Regions from separate parts of the Sus scrofa genome. Here all the other regions are linked to region 1. A link is a contact called in public Hi-C and HiChIP or PLAC-seq data. All regions are on one chromosome and are shown on one strand. The core of a region is the stretch at or near the end of the contact, and the rest is flanking DNA. Distances in the headings are between cores, read along the strand shown.

The links. A called contact is a pair of places that touch in the nucleus more often than the background predicts. HiChIP or PLAC-seq counts read pairs in DNA pulled down with a chosen protein or histone mark.
Region 2: an H3K27ac HiChIP or PLAC-seq map of skeletal muscle shows a contact between it and region 1, with 6 times the contacts expected there. The contact joins the promoter of BCKDHB here to the promoter of FAM46A in region 1. A contact is called at or near these places in 2 of 2 datasets of contacts at active chromatin or transcription factors (alveolar macrophages and skeletal muscle).
Region 3: a Hi-C map of mesenteric adipose tissue shows a contact between it and region 1, with 2.7 times the contacts expected there. The contact joins the enhancer-like site here to the promoter of FAM46A in region 1. A contact is called at or near these places in 1 of 5 promoter capture datasets (fetal skeletal muscle), 12 of 47 Hi-C or Micro-C datasets (embryonic fibroblasts, fetal heart ventricle, fetal skeletal muscle and 8 more) and 2 of 2 datasets of contacts at active chromatin or transcription factors (alveolar macrophages and skeletal muscle).
Region 4: an H3K27ac HiChIP or PLAC-seq map of alveolar macrophages shows a contact between it and region 1. The contact joins the promoter of DOPEY1 here to the promoter of FAM46A in region 1. A contact is called at or near these places in 1 of 47 Hi-C or Micro-C datasets (embryonic fibroblasts) and 1 of 2 datasets of contacts at active chromatin or transcription factors (alveolar macrophages).

Annotation. Positions count from the first base shown.
Region 1 is chr1:84,543,265-84,546,505 of Sscrofa11.1, reverse strand. It overlaps FAM46A (protein FAM46A), which reads right to left and starts at 1,473. Exons shown (of 3, transcript XM_013992805.2): 1 at 1,054-1,473; 2 at 246-810. The coding sequence starts at 773.
Region 2 is chr1:86,016,070-86,019,310 of Sscrofa11.1, reverse strand. It overlaps BCKDHB (branched chain keto acid dehydrogenase E1 subunit beta), which reads left to right and starts at 1,732. Exons shown (of 10, transcript NM_001123219.1): 1 at 1,732-1,939. The coding sequence starts at 1,732.
Region 3 is chr1:85,987,343-85,990,583 of Sscrofa11.1, reverse strand. All of the region lies in intron 3 of BCKDHB (branched chain keto acid dehydrogenase E1 subunit beta), which reads left to right. Among named protein-coding and RNA genes, the nearest start is that of BCKDHB, 29 kb to the left of the region's middle. Within about 2 kb of position 1,508, at least 17 of the 83 cell types and tissues checked have an H3K27ac peak or open chromatin away from gene starts, as enhancers often do. A contact at or near this core is called in mesenteric adipose tissue, where this site is marked.
Region 4 is chr1:83,135,981-83,139,221 of Sscrofa11.1, reverse strand. It overlaps DOPEY1 (protein dopey-1), which reads left to right and starts at 1,781. Exons shown (of 37, transcript XM_021091876.1): 1 at 1,781-1,933.

The DNA of each region.
Region 1 (3,241 bases), core at 224-2,723:
AAGGAGAAGGAAGAGAAGGCAGAGCTGAGGAGGAAGCAGAAGAGTTGGGGCACTGAAGCAGCAAGTAAACTAGAACACACAACGCAGCTCACGCATCTTCGTTTACCCATTAAAAAAAACTCAAATGCAAAATAAGCCAAAGCTCCTGCACGAGACGGGGCAGCAAACGTGCGCCCCCCACGCCTAGCGCCTCACGCCCGCGCCTGGTCCGCCGCGGGCCCCCGGCCTCTCTCGGGTAGCTTTACCTTGAGCGTGAGTGGTGTGATCTTCTCCTTGTTCACCCCTTCGGGTAAGAAGTCCAACAGGCAGTCCAGCACGACGTCCTTCACAGTCTGAAACTCCTCTTCCCCACGCAGGTCGGCGCAGAAGATTAGGTCCAGGTCCTTGTAGCCCAAGCCGCTGTCCTGGTGCAGGACGTGGCTGGCGGCCGAGCCGTTGAGGCGCACGTCGCGGACGCCAATGCGCTTCTCGGTCAGACGCCGCCGCACCACCTTCACGATCAGGCTGGGCTGCAACTCGAGCGTGGGGAAGTTGCCGCGCCCGTGGATCGGGATGGTCTCGCTCAGGATGCCGTCCAGCCGCTGCACTTGCTCCCAGTTCAGCACGTTGCAGTGCGCCGTGGGGCTTTCGCAATAGTCCAAGCAGTGCCCGCCGCCGAAGCCGCCGCCACCGCCGCCGAAGTCGCCGCCGCTGAAGTCGCCGCCAAGGGGGATGTAGGGACCGCCAGCCAGCTCGTCCTCGGCCATGGCGAAGTACCCTTCGCCTTCCGCCATGAAATGCCCGCCGAATGCCACTTGGCCCTGGTCAGTCCTAAAAGAAAACGGGGGTGGGGGGAGCGCGGTGAGGACGCGCGGCGGCGGGGCTGAGCCGGGCCCCCGGAGGAAGGAGCGGCCCCCTCCTCGTTTCGCCTCCCGCCTCGGGAGCTCCCGGAGACGCGCCCGCCCCAGGCCCCCCAGCCCCCAGCCGCGCGCGCCGCGCCCCGCAGAACAGCCCCGCACCAAAAGTATCTCTGATGCATCTGGAAAGCGCAAGCGGGAGTCCCGTCTGTGTCACCTGGAGGCGGCCGCCCCTTCTAGGAGCGCGGCGATGGAGGAACTGCGAGGCGGCAACACTTCCAGGAGCCGCGAAGACGCTCCCGGCAGTGGCGAGCGACTTAGTCCTTTCCAGACCCCTGCCGCCTGCGCCGGCCACTCCCGCCCCTCGACCCCGCCCGCGCCTCAGCCGCGGTGGTCCCAGAGGTGGCGGCTCCTGCTGTCGCTGCCGCCGCCGCACACGCTCCTGTCTCTGGAGCTTTAGCAGTTGTGCGGGCGAAAGGTCTCCAGTACTTTTTTTATACCGTGGCCGCTTGGCGCTTCCGGGGCCCGGCGCCGCATGCTCGCCACACCCTCCTCATCTGCATAGGGAGCCGCCCCCGCCCGCCCAGCGCCCGCGGCGGGAGCCCAGCAGAGCCGCGCTCCTTGAGGACCGGTCCCCAGGGCGCGAAGCTGGAGGCGGTGCGTGAGTTCACTTTAGTTCCTGTAGGTAGATTTGATGTAGGGACGCCCACCCACCCACGCCTCTCTTCCTTTTCCCCAAGGAGGAGACACTTCAGATACTTCAAGAGTCCTCACTGGCCCTCAAAACCGGATCAAGGCGAAAATCGCGTAACTGCTGAAACTTCTCAAAATTCTCGCCGGATGCGGCTCGTCATCAAAGCTTAGTGACGGGGGCTCCAGAGGGTCTTCTTGACCTCCCTTTTAAACAGTGTGTGGGGTAGCACTAGAGCGGTTATGGCATTAATAAACTCGGCCTCAGTGTGAACTAAGGGGTCCACTTCCCCGTGCCAATCAGTGTCTGCGCGCAACGGGCAGGGCAGGCTCCCCGAGTTTCGTTTCTTCAAACCTCAGGCGGCGCGCCGGGCTGGGGTGAGCCAGAGGAGCGCGGGGGCGGAGCCGAGCGTGCGTCCAAGCCCAGCGCACCCGAGGCTCGCGGCGGCCGGGAGCGCGGCTCGGGCCAACGCGCGTCCCCGAGCGGACGGCCGGGCGGGCACGCTGGCCTGGAAACGCGGGGCGCAAGGGGTGGGCGGCCGCTAGGTCGCGGGGCCGGAAGCTCGGCTGAGCGTTCTTCCATCCAGAAGCTGAGGAGGTGAAGCGCGTTCCTCGCCGGCAACTAAGGTTTGCGTTGTTCAAGTGAATGCACATGTCAGGGTGAAGTGAGCGAGTTTTCCACGACCCGCGAAAGCACGAGTTTAAAGTCTGCGACCGTCCCTCCTCCACACCCACAACTCCCGGCGCCTCCGCGGCTTGAAAGGAGTGTGGCCTTACCTCCGCGGGCACTAGCGCTCGAGGCCCGCGTTTGCTAGAAAGCGCCCCCTTTCTTCCTGCCGTCAATTCTGGCCGCTCGCTACCCTTTTCCAAACTGAGAGCCACTTTCCTTCGTCTTGAGGCCACGGCGGGGACAGAGGCGGGCTGGATACTCCCGCCCATGGCCCCGCTCGACCCCAGCCGCCCGGCCTGCAAGGAAGCATAGCCCTCCCTCTCCGGGCTGGGGAGCCCGGGCCTCGTCACTAGGGCCCCGCTCCCAGCAGGAGGCGGGGAGGCGCGGGTCGGGGAGGGGGAGAACAGTCACCCGCGGAGCAGCCAGCTGCGGGGCAACGCCGCCCCCTGCTGGTGCCCTGCGGAGCTGCGCGCCTAAGCGTAGGCACCCGCTGGACCTCAGAGGGAGGCCATCATCCCTAAGCACTTGTCCCTGGGCGGGGGACTGAGAAAGGTTCGCTAGGACGACCATATAGTTTTCGTGAGCCCATCGCTTATTCCGAAGCACACTCCTGCATCCAGTCTTCCAAGCGTGAGTGCATCCATTCTACCTAGGCATTAAGAAAAATCATAGATAGGAGTTCCCATTGTGGCCCAGTGGGTTAAGGACATACCGTGGTCTCTTTTAGGATGTGGGTTCTATTCCTGTCCTTGCTCAGTGGGTTAAGGTGTTGCCAGGTGGCTGTGGCATAGGCCGCAGCTGCAACTCCAGATTTCACGGCTGACAGGGGGACTTCCATTTGCCACAGGTGTGGCAGTGAGAAGAAAACTTACGTGTTTATGTATGTATATATATTAACCACCTATCATGTGCCAGGCACCAAGCTAAGTGCTGAGGGTTTAAGAATTACTGCGTTTCACAGTCTAGTGGGCATCGCAGGCAAATATGTACTTATGGTGCATCTGTACCTTGTAACCAGCAAGGTACGAGTAAGCAACAGTGGGCT
Region 2 (3,241 bases), core at 483-2,982, 1.5 Mb before region 1:
TACCCTTCATTCACATAAAAATAAAACACACACACACACACACACACACACACACACACACACACACACCATGAAACAGAGGAGGTGAACACAACAAAAGACAAGATTAAAAATCCCCAAAATGTTGAATTTGGGGGCTTGATATGGAGTAGAAATAATGAAGATATACTTTTGTTTCTCCTTTGGGCATTTAAAAAAATTCTGCCAGGGAGTTCCCGTCGTGGCACAGTGGTTAACTAATCCGACTAGGAACCATAAGTTGCGGGTTCGGTCCCGGCCCTTGCTCAGTGGGTTAATGATCCGGCGTTTCCGTGAGCTGTGGTGTAGGTTGCAAGGTTGCAGACGTGGCTCGGATCCTGCGTTGCTGTGGCTCTGGCATAGGCCGGTGGCTACAGCTCCGATTCGACCCCTAGCCTGGGAACCTCCATATGCCGCGGGAGCGGCCCAAGAAATAGCAAAAAAGACAAAAAAAAAAAAAAAAAAAAAAAAAAAAAAAAAAAAATTCTGCCAGAATCCACAGCATGCAAAAGTTCTCAGTCCAGGGATCCAAGTTTGCCACAGCGGTAACCAGTGACAGCTGCTGAATCCTTCACCGGCTAGGCCATGTGGGAACTTCCTCCTTTGGGCAGATTTGAATTCCTGCTTCTCAAACCCAATCAGAAAACATGCAGCTGGTGCATTTCTGCCTTTCCTCTCACCCCATTTCCTCTCTCTTTTCCTCTGCCTCTTTGTAAAACCAAGGATGGGCTGGATGGCCAGAAAGAGCATAAGGGGAAATTCGTTCTCCTGCTCCTTCGCCTTCATTCTTTCCCTCTCTCTTCTTCAAATTCTGTTTTGGGCCATTCTTTTCCTACCTTCCCACCCTCATCTGATGGAAACACTTTCACCCTTGTCTCTAATCATATTTTACTATAATGTGTAAATTCATGAACAGAGAAGGTATCCTCTTAAACATTTGGATTTTTAACAGGAAAATTTACAAAGTTGATTATTTTAAATGTAAATGAATGGATTCTCAATTTCTCCAGGTTTCTAAGCTCTTCAGGTCATTTTTGCTGCACCTGGGCAAAAACGCAACTGAATTCCTGTAAAGTGGGTTTGCGGGGTGAACTCTTAAGTTTACCTCTTTCACTGTCACTTAAATCCAGAAAAACAAAACCAGTAAAAATCTATACATACTTATTAAGCACTTTAGAAGGGTTTGAATAAAGAGCTCAGGGTTAGAACAGAGCTTCTCACAGCCGTCTGAAACTCAAAAAACCAATAACCAATACCAATCAATAGAATAATAGAGGTAAAGAACAGGAGAGGATTTAAAAGGGTTTCATTTCAAAAGGACATATAAATCTTAAAATGAAAAAGCTATCTGAATGCATTAGGCAGACGACACAGGAAAGGAACAAACCCAGGCACAGCGTGGAACTTTGCAGACCAGATCTGCGGCCCTGCCCCAAGCAGCAGACCTTGGGAAGACTCCACCTCCGGGAACAATTTCATTGGAGCTCACCTGCCCGCTCGCTCCCGCCCCAGCCCCCTTTCCGCATGCGCACAACGGGAGAACGACGCCGGGTCTTCTCGTCGTCTTCCCCACCCCCGAATTCCGAACTCTGATTGGTCTGCTTCCCGGGACCGCCCCTTCGGCCCACCCAATGTGGGGGCCGTCTTGGTGTTCCGCCCTCCCTGCCGGCAAAGGGTGGCAGAGTAGCCTGCAAACATCGGCGGCGAGTGGGGATGGCGGCAGTGGCAGCGGCAGCGGCGGTTGCTGTGGGACGGCTACTGCGGCTCCGGGTGGCCCGGGTGGAGGGACACTGGCATCCCCTGAGTGGCGGGGGGCTGCTGCGGGGCTTCCTGCAACCTGCCTCAGCCGACGGGGATGCGGCCCAGAAGCGGCAGGTGGCTCACTTCACTTTCCAGCCCGACCCGGAGACCGTGGAGTACGGTGAGATATAGGGGCTGCCCTGTCCGCTCCGGCTGCAGCCCAGACTCCCAGGCCAGCGGAATGTCCCAGCGAGTACGGCCCTGCCTGTCCCGGGCGGGGTCCCGTAGGCTGACTTCTTTGCACCACGGCACAATCCCTGTCCTCCTCTTTAGAGCCTTCTTCTACCGTAGGGTCTGACTCTGATTTCCTCCTTGCTCCATTTTTGTGACTGTGCAGCTCTCGAGAGGCAGTCTCTTGGCACGTTCGAAATGGGTGAGGGGGTTTCACCGGGTCTGCAAGGGTCTGAGGGTGGAGGGGTGGTGCCAGGAAACGCCTCCCTTTTCCCATTCTATCCTTGCTTTCCCAGCCTTTGCCTTAGGAGTTGTCCCAGCTTGCTCAGGGCCGGGCCGCTAACTATAGGCAGCAGTATGTTAAAAGGAAAGAAAAAGCCGCCGTCTCCCCCACTTTTAGCAGGTAAGAGAAAACTGAGGGACTAAAGTAACTGAATTGATTTCTCAAGGTCACAAAACAGGTTCTTCCTAGAGAAGCGAAAAATCCAGGCTTCATCTCTGAGCTTGATACTGAGCCGATGCTGGGTAAGGGTGCTACTCTGGGAGTGGGAAGCAGTATCAGATAGCGGCGGAGGAAGCCATCCAGTGCTTCCAGCCGCGAGAAAAACCCACAGCAAGCACATCTCACACCTCGCGGGAACGCAGTTGCATGACTTTTACGGTTTTTTTCTGCAAGTTTTACATACTCTCCAAAAGATCCAGTGCCTATCATTAGAATACTGAAAACAATACGAAAACGGTGACCTTTTCCTCGGCTACTAACTTCTCAAATGGTAGAGCTGGCATTTTGGGAGGTGTGTCTTTCCCTCTGAAATAAGGAGAATGAACATTTATTGAGCGTTTACCACAGACAGGCACTGGGCTGAGAAATTTATAGTCATCATCTCATTTGATGCTTAGGGCAACCTTCAGAGGTGGGTAGTATTTTTATTCCCAATTTTCAGTTAGGTTAACTGAGTCCTTGAGGAGTTTGTCCTGGTAAGTCAGTGAGAGCTTCAGCTTTGGAATCTAATTAGATTCCACAACTTCCATTCTAAACAGCTTGCTAAACTGCATGTAGAAATAACTTACCAAGAGGTGTCCCTGTTTTGTGAAATAGAAGACATCTTAAAGGTGAACAGCAGTTTTTTTCTCACCAGTAAGAGAAACCTTGACTTCTGTCTTCAAAGCAAAGAAACTTTAGCCCAGTACTTGAGAGCGTAGGTCTCTTAACCTCCTTCCATAATTACAAAATTACTAAAGTTTGAGTAAA
Region 3 (3,241 bases), core at 259-2,758, 1.4 Mb before region 1:
AAATGAAAGTATATCAAGAACAATATAGATTAAGAGAGAGTAAAAAGGTCTTTTGTTTTTTATTTTCCCTGTCAAGTATGACATATATCATTTGTTCATTTAATATTACGGAGGATGTTGCTAAGTTATCTTACAAAGTGTGGTGCTGGCTGGGTCTTCTGGAAATCCTCTTCTAGTCTGGTACTTGTAACAGAGGGAAAAACACAAACTTTTTGCTTTAGCATTTAGGCTTTCTTGGATTTGGATGCAGGGGGCATTTATAATTGTTTTAGTTGGGACAGCTCATTTTCTAGTTTTTACACATTGAATCCAGTGATTTTTTCCCCCCAATTTTACTTTCCTTGTGTTCAGAATTGCTGCTCATTTGACTCAAATATAATTTTTGAATTAGAAATCTTTTCTTTTTATTTAATTTTTATGAATTCTCTCTTTTTTATTTAGGGCCACACCTGTGGCATATGGAAGTTCCCAGGCTAGGGGTCAAATCAGAGCTATAGCTTCTGGCCTACAGCCACAGCAGTGCTGGATCTGAGCCACATCTGCGACCTACACCACAGCCCACGGCATTGTCGGATCCTTGACCCACTGAGCGAGGCCAGGGATTGAACCCGCATCCTCGTGGATCCTAGTTGGATTCGTTACTGCTGAGCTACAACAGGAACTCCTCAAAATTCTCATTTTTTAAAATTGAAGTTTAGTTGATTTACAACATTTAGTTTCCAGTGTATAGCAAAGGGACTTGGGTATATATACCTTTCCAGATTCTTTTCCCTTATAGGGAAAATACTGAGTATAGTTCTCAAGGATTTTCTTTTTAGAACCCAGAAATGATCAGGGGTGAAAGGGACTAGTATAACAGGTTTTTTTTTTTTTTTTTTTTTTTACAGGCAGTTCAGATTACTCAATATCTGGGAATCCATTCTGTATTGTTTGTCTTAAGGGAACAAATCATAGAGCCGTTACATTACAACTGAGAATGCTCTTTCTTCTAGAAGTAGAGTGCCTGGTGGCCATGGCAGCTTAACAGCGAAAGGCTTAGATATTGAGCTGTCGTTGTGACAAAACCTACCTGTCTCAGGAGGCTTGAATCTAAAACTGTAGGTTATTACACAGCCATGCAGCCCATGCTTCAATTCTTACTTGGAATTCCACTGTTTAGCACCTTCCATGCAGTGATGAAGTCACCTGGTAATTAAGTTTACCAGGAAAAATGATTTTTCTAGTCAGTTGGTAGGAGCCCAAACATAGAACCATGTGTGGAGGAAAGCTTTCATGACCTTTGCCAGATCCTTGAGCAAGGCCTTATATGTAAAGCCATAGAGGGTCCAAGGCTGGGGCTTTGTTTTCTGTTCCCATTGACTGTAGGATTCTGGGTTGCTTTGATTGGCAGAGGGGATGTGGGATCAGTTAGGTAAAGGTTGGCAGGTGTCATGTGCTAAGGAACCACTGGGGAAGCCTGTTGGATCAAAGAGTTTTTAGTTTCCAAGTGAGCAGACACACCCAATGGCAGCTTCAGCAATGAAATGCTTGACCTTCTCCAGGGGCACCCTGCCAGCCCTCTCCCAGCCGAGGGCCTCTGGCCACCAGCCAGAAGTGGTGGCATCTGGCCAAGCTTAAATTAGCCCAAAGATTCCTTTTCTGTAGTTTTGGCTTCAGGATACTGAAGCATCATCGGTAATGAGGGATTTCTCCTCATCTCTGTAGGCTGCTGCTTTGACCCTCATCTTTTTCTCTTCTGGTCGCTGCCAGCTTGGAGTCCAGCAGAAACAAAGAGACTTGTTTCTTCAGCCAAAAGGGAACGCACACAAATGCAGTATTACATGCTTAATTAATCAAGATCCTGGAGGCATTGAACTTGAGCATTTTGTTCTTTAAAAAAGGGACACTGCCTCAAAACTCAGACGGAAACTTTATTTTTTTGTTTATTATTTTTTTGGCCACACCTCTGGCATATGGCAGTTCCCAGGCCAGGGATCCCACCTATGCCACAGCAGTTACCAAGGCTGCTGCAGTGACAATGCCTGATCCTTAACCCACTGAGCCACCAGAAACTCCATCTATCTATCTATCTATCTATCTATCTATCTATCTATCTATCTATCTATCTATCTATCTATCTATCTATTTTTTAGGGCTGCACTTATGGCATATGGAAGTTCCCAGGCTAGGGGTCAAATCGAAGCTGTAGCTGCTGGCCTACTACACCACAGCCACAGCAATACAGGATTTGAGCTGTGTCTTTGACCAACACCACTGCTTATGGGAACACCGGATCCTTAACCCATGCAGCGAGGCCAGGGATCGAACCCACATCCTCACGGATACTAGTCGGGTCTGTAACCCGCTGACCTACAATGGGAACTCCTTATTTTTTTCTTCTTTTTAAATTGAAGTGTACTTAGTTTACAATGCTGTGTTAGTTTAAGGGGTATGGCAAAGTGATTCAGTTACGCACACATTTCTTTTTCAGATTCTTTTCCCTTCTAGGTTATTACAAGGTACTGAATAGAGTTCCTTGTTGTTTTCTCTTCAGGGCTTCCTTCATCCCACAATCTGCTGACAGTGACCCAGGCCAAGAACCATAACCTCTGACCTACTCAGCCTCTCCTGATTCCTCTCAGATATTCAGGAGCAGAATTTGAGTCAGATAGTCTCAGTGAAGCATTGCCCTCATTTCATTCTTGCCAGATTTCCTCTATCTATCTATCTGTATGTATCTGTCTATCTATTTTGTCTTTTTAGGGCCATACTCACAGCCTATGGAAGTTCCCAGGCTAGGGGTCGAATCCGAGCTGTAGCCGCCAGCTTACACCACAGCCACAGCAATGTCAGGTCCGAGCCGAGTCTGTGACCTACACCACAGCTCACAGCAATGCCAGATCCTTAACCCACTGAGTGAGGCCAGGGATCGAACCTGCGTCCTCATGGCTAGTCAGATTTGTTTCCGCTGCGCCATGACAGGAACTCCCAAATTACTTTATTTGCCTCCATAACTCACTCACCTGTTTCTTTTCACAGGCGGTATTCAGCTTTAGCTTCCACTACACTTAAAGATTTCAGTAAAGGCGCATTTTGGTAAAATTTGTTTGCCATGTTTCCAGGCTACGTGATCTATAGGTGATTCATTTTACTAAGGGAACAACAGCCAAGTTATTGAGAAGGCTGTTGCCATTGAACTTTCCTTGGGGCCGTGGGATGCTACCGCTGTCATGGATTTCCATCCCCTTCCCATTTCTCAGAA
Region 4 (3,241 bases), core at 532-3,031, 1.4 Mb after region 1:
CAAACCTGAGCCCAGGCAGTAGGATTCTTAACCCACTGTGCCACAATAGGAACTCCAGGGCGATGGGTTTTTTTTTGTTGTTTTGTTTTGTTTTGTTTTTTGCTTGTTACGGCTGCATCTGGATCATATGGAAGCTCCCAGGCTAGGGGTCGAATCAGACCTACAGCTGCTGGCCTATGCCACAGCAACTTGGGATACAGCCGAGTCTTCGACCTATACCACAGCTCAAGGCAACGCCGGATCCTTGACCCACTGAGCATGGTCAGGGATCGAATCTGCATCACCATGGATCCTAGTCAGGTTCATTAACCGCTGAGCCACAAAGGGAACTCCCTCCAGGGTGATTTTTTTTTTTTTTTTTTTGTCTTTTTTGCCTTTTTTTCTAGGGCCACATCTGAGTCATGTGGAGGTTCCCAGGGTAGGTAGGGGTCTAATCAGAGCTGAAGCGCTGGCCTGCGCCAGAGCCACAGCAACTTGGGATCTCTGCCACGTCTGCACCTACACCACAGCCCACAGCAACGCTGGATCCTTAACCCACTGAGCAAGGCCAAGGATCAAACCTGCAACCTCATGGTTCCTTGTCAGATGTGTTACCACTGAGCCATGACGGAAACACCCCAGGGTGATGGTTTTGATGAAAGAAATTTTCCCATAGTAAGATACGGGGAAGTCATTCTGGCTTAAACATGATTTGACCTGAACTTAAGGTTAACCAATAGAGCCTATTCGTGGTCTATTAAATAAACATTGTACATCTGCCTTAACCATAAAGAAAATAATGCATTAAAAAAATAACAATGGCATAACTGTGGTTCAGGCATTCAAATGGAGCCAGGTGGCCATCGTGGATATGGCTTCAGACACATTCCTGTATCACTAAGAATCTGAATTTTCTAAACTATATCACTCAGACTCAAGGACACCCTCAGCCTTTCTCAAAACAACATCTGCTAGCAGCTGTCAGCTGCAACCTTATAGTCTCAAGGCCTCCCCTTATAAGTATACAATTTCAGAGCTGGACCAATCCTTATTTAACAAGGACCCTTCCTTTCTGCCAGCTCTAATCTTAATTCTTGACGAATAATTTACGTGACTTTGTGTCTTTTGCTGTTATAAGCCTCCAGCATTCTGTAGTCTGGTGGAACACAATTCAAATACATCTTCAGTCTGTGTCTCCCAGGCTATAGTCCTCAATTTGGCTTAAATAAAACTCTTTTCTATCCCTGTCATATATTAGTTTATTGATTATTTCCCTCCACAATGTCAACTCTGCATATCTCCCACCATTAACATCAAAGATTTTAGGTATTTAAATGCTGCCACATTATGTTGAAACATGTAACATTCTTAACACAGGATACCGTACATATTGATGTTTGTTTTTAAGGATTGTTATATTTTATATTTAGTCACACATTCTCAAGAAAAATCTATGATTTTTTGACCCGACATTTTAGGTGAAAGGAGGCAATCCTCCATGGAACTACATGATTTGGGGTTCTAGAATCAAAATAAGTTCCTAATATGATAACAACTATCTATCTCCTAACTTCGAAAGTCTTCTAACTTCTCTGGGCTTAGAATTAGTTAAGCAAAAAAAGCTGTTTTCGATTCCTAGCATCACGCGGAATTGGGATTGGCGCGGGCTGGCTGAAAATACCTGTTACCTCCCCTTCCATCCCCCTCCCTCAATAGGCGGCAGTGGGCCGCTTCCCCAACAGTCCGCCTGAGGGCGCTGTGGCGACAGCCAGCGCCGGGAGGCGAAGAACCGACCGGGGGCGGGGACGAAGGGCCGCGGACGTCGACGCCGGCGTGGGCGCGGGCGCGGTGTACGCTGGGAGCTGTCACTAGGCCCTCCGGCTCCCGGCCTCCGTGTCGCTGCCGCGGTTGCCAGGAGAGCGGCGCCGGCAGGGAGCGGTCGAGCCCGAGGAAGGTAACAGCGTCCCCGCCCCCAGCGCGGTCGCGAGGCCGGCCGGCCGCCCCTAGTGGCCCCCTCGGCCCGGCTCGTTCCGGAGCCGCCGGGACGCCCCGCGGGCGGGCAGGTGTAGTGTCGGGGGTTTGGCGCCCCGGCCCCGCCTGGAGCTGCGAAGCCGGCCGGACGCCCTCCGGTTGCCGTGGGAGCGGTAGCTACGCGGGGCCCGCGGCCGAGCTCGGGCGGGGGGCGCAGCGGCGGTCAGGGCCCGGCGGCCGGAGGCGGGGCCAGGGCGTCGGGTGGCCAGGCCGAGACTCCTGCTCAGGGGCCGCGCGGTGCGCGGGGTTGGGGTGGCCGTCGCACCTGTGCGCGGAAAGCGCGCGGAGTCCCTTCTTTGTTGGGCGAATTGAGGCGTCGCGCGGTCTCTTCCATCTGGGGGGTTCTTTTAATATTAAGAGGACGCGCGAATGGTCTCCCTCGTTAAGGTTCCGTGGGAGGTGGGAAAAGAGTGTAGAAGTTTAATCGAGGAAGTCCGATTAGTCACCAGGAAGTTGTTAACTAAGCTCACCTTTGATTCCCAAGCCTTTTGAAGTTGCAACATAACAATAGTCACTTGTTTGGTCTCCATCCTTCTCACTTACCCTGAGGGAAGGGACGAAGTGGCACAAGGCTACTTTTTGAGCTAAGTAAATACTGTTTTGGTTATTCTTAGACTTTCTTAGAGTTCTATGAAGTTTAAGAACTATGAAGATTGGAAAAAATCTGATTTGGAGATCGTAGTTAAAGCAATCAAAACATTGGGGGGGGGAAATTACAAAAAAAGATACCAAACTGTTTGCCCCATACGTAAGTCATGACGCATCGAAGGACAAAAATTCTCCAAGTTCAGTGCTGTTGCCTGTCTTGATGTAGACATAAGATCTTGCATTTTACTGTGGATATTTGCTGTTTTTTGTTTTTTTGTGCTAAGCATCACTCCACCTGATAACAGTGATTTAGTTGAGCTGACAGAAGTTATAGCAAGAGTAAATTAAAACCACTTGTAAGACAAATGCTTTATTTTAAAATGATCACTTTCAAGCATTCTGAAGTAAATCGTTCCTCAGAATTACTTTTTTTTTTTCTTTTTACTGCCACACCTGTGGCATATGGATGTTCTCAGGCTAGGGACCAAATCGGAGCTGCAGCTGAGGCCTAAGCCACGGCCATGGCAACACCAGATCCAAGCCACATCTGTGACCTATACCCTTGTGGCAAGGCATGTCCCTTAACCCACTGATGGAGGCTGGGGATTGAACCTGCATCCTCACGGACACTATGTCAGGTTCT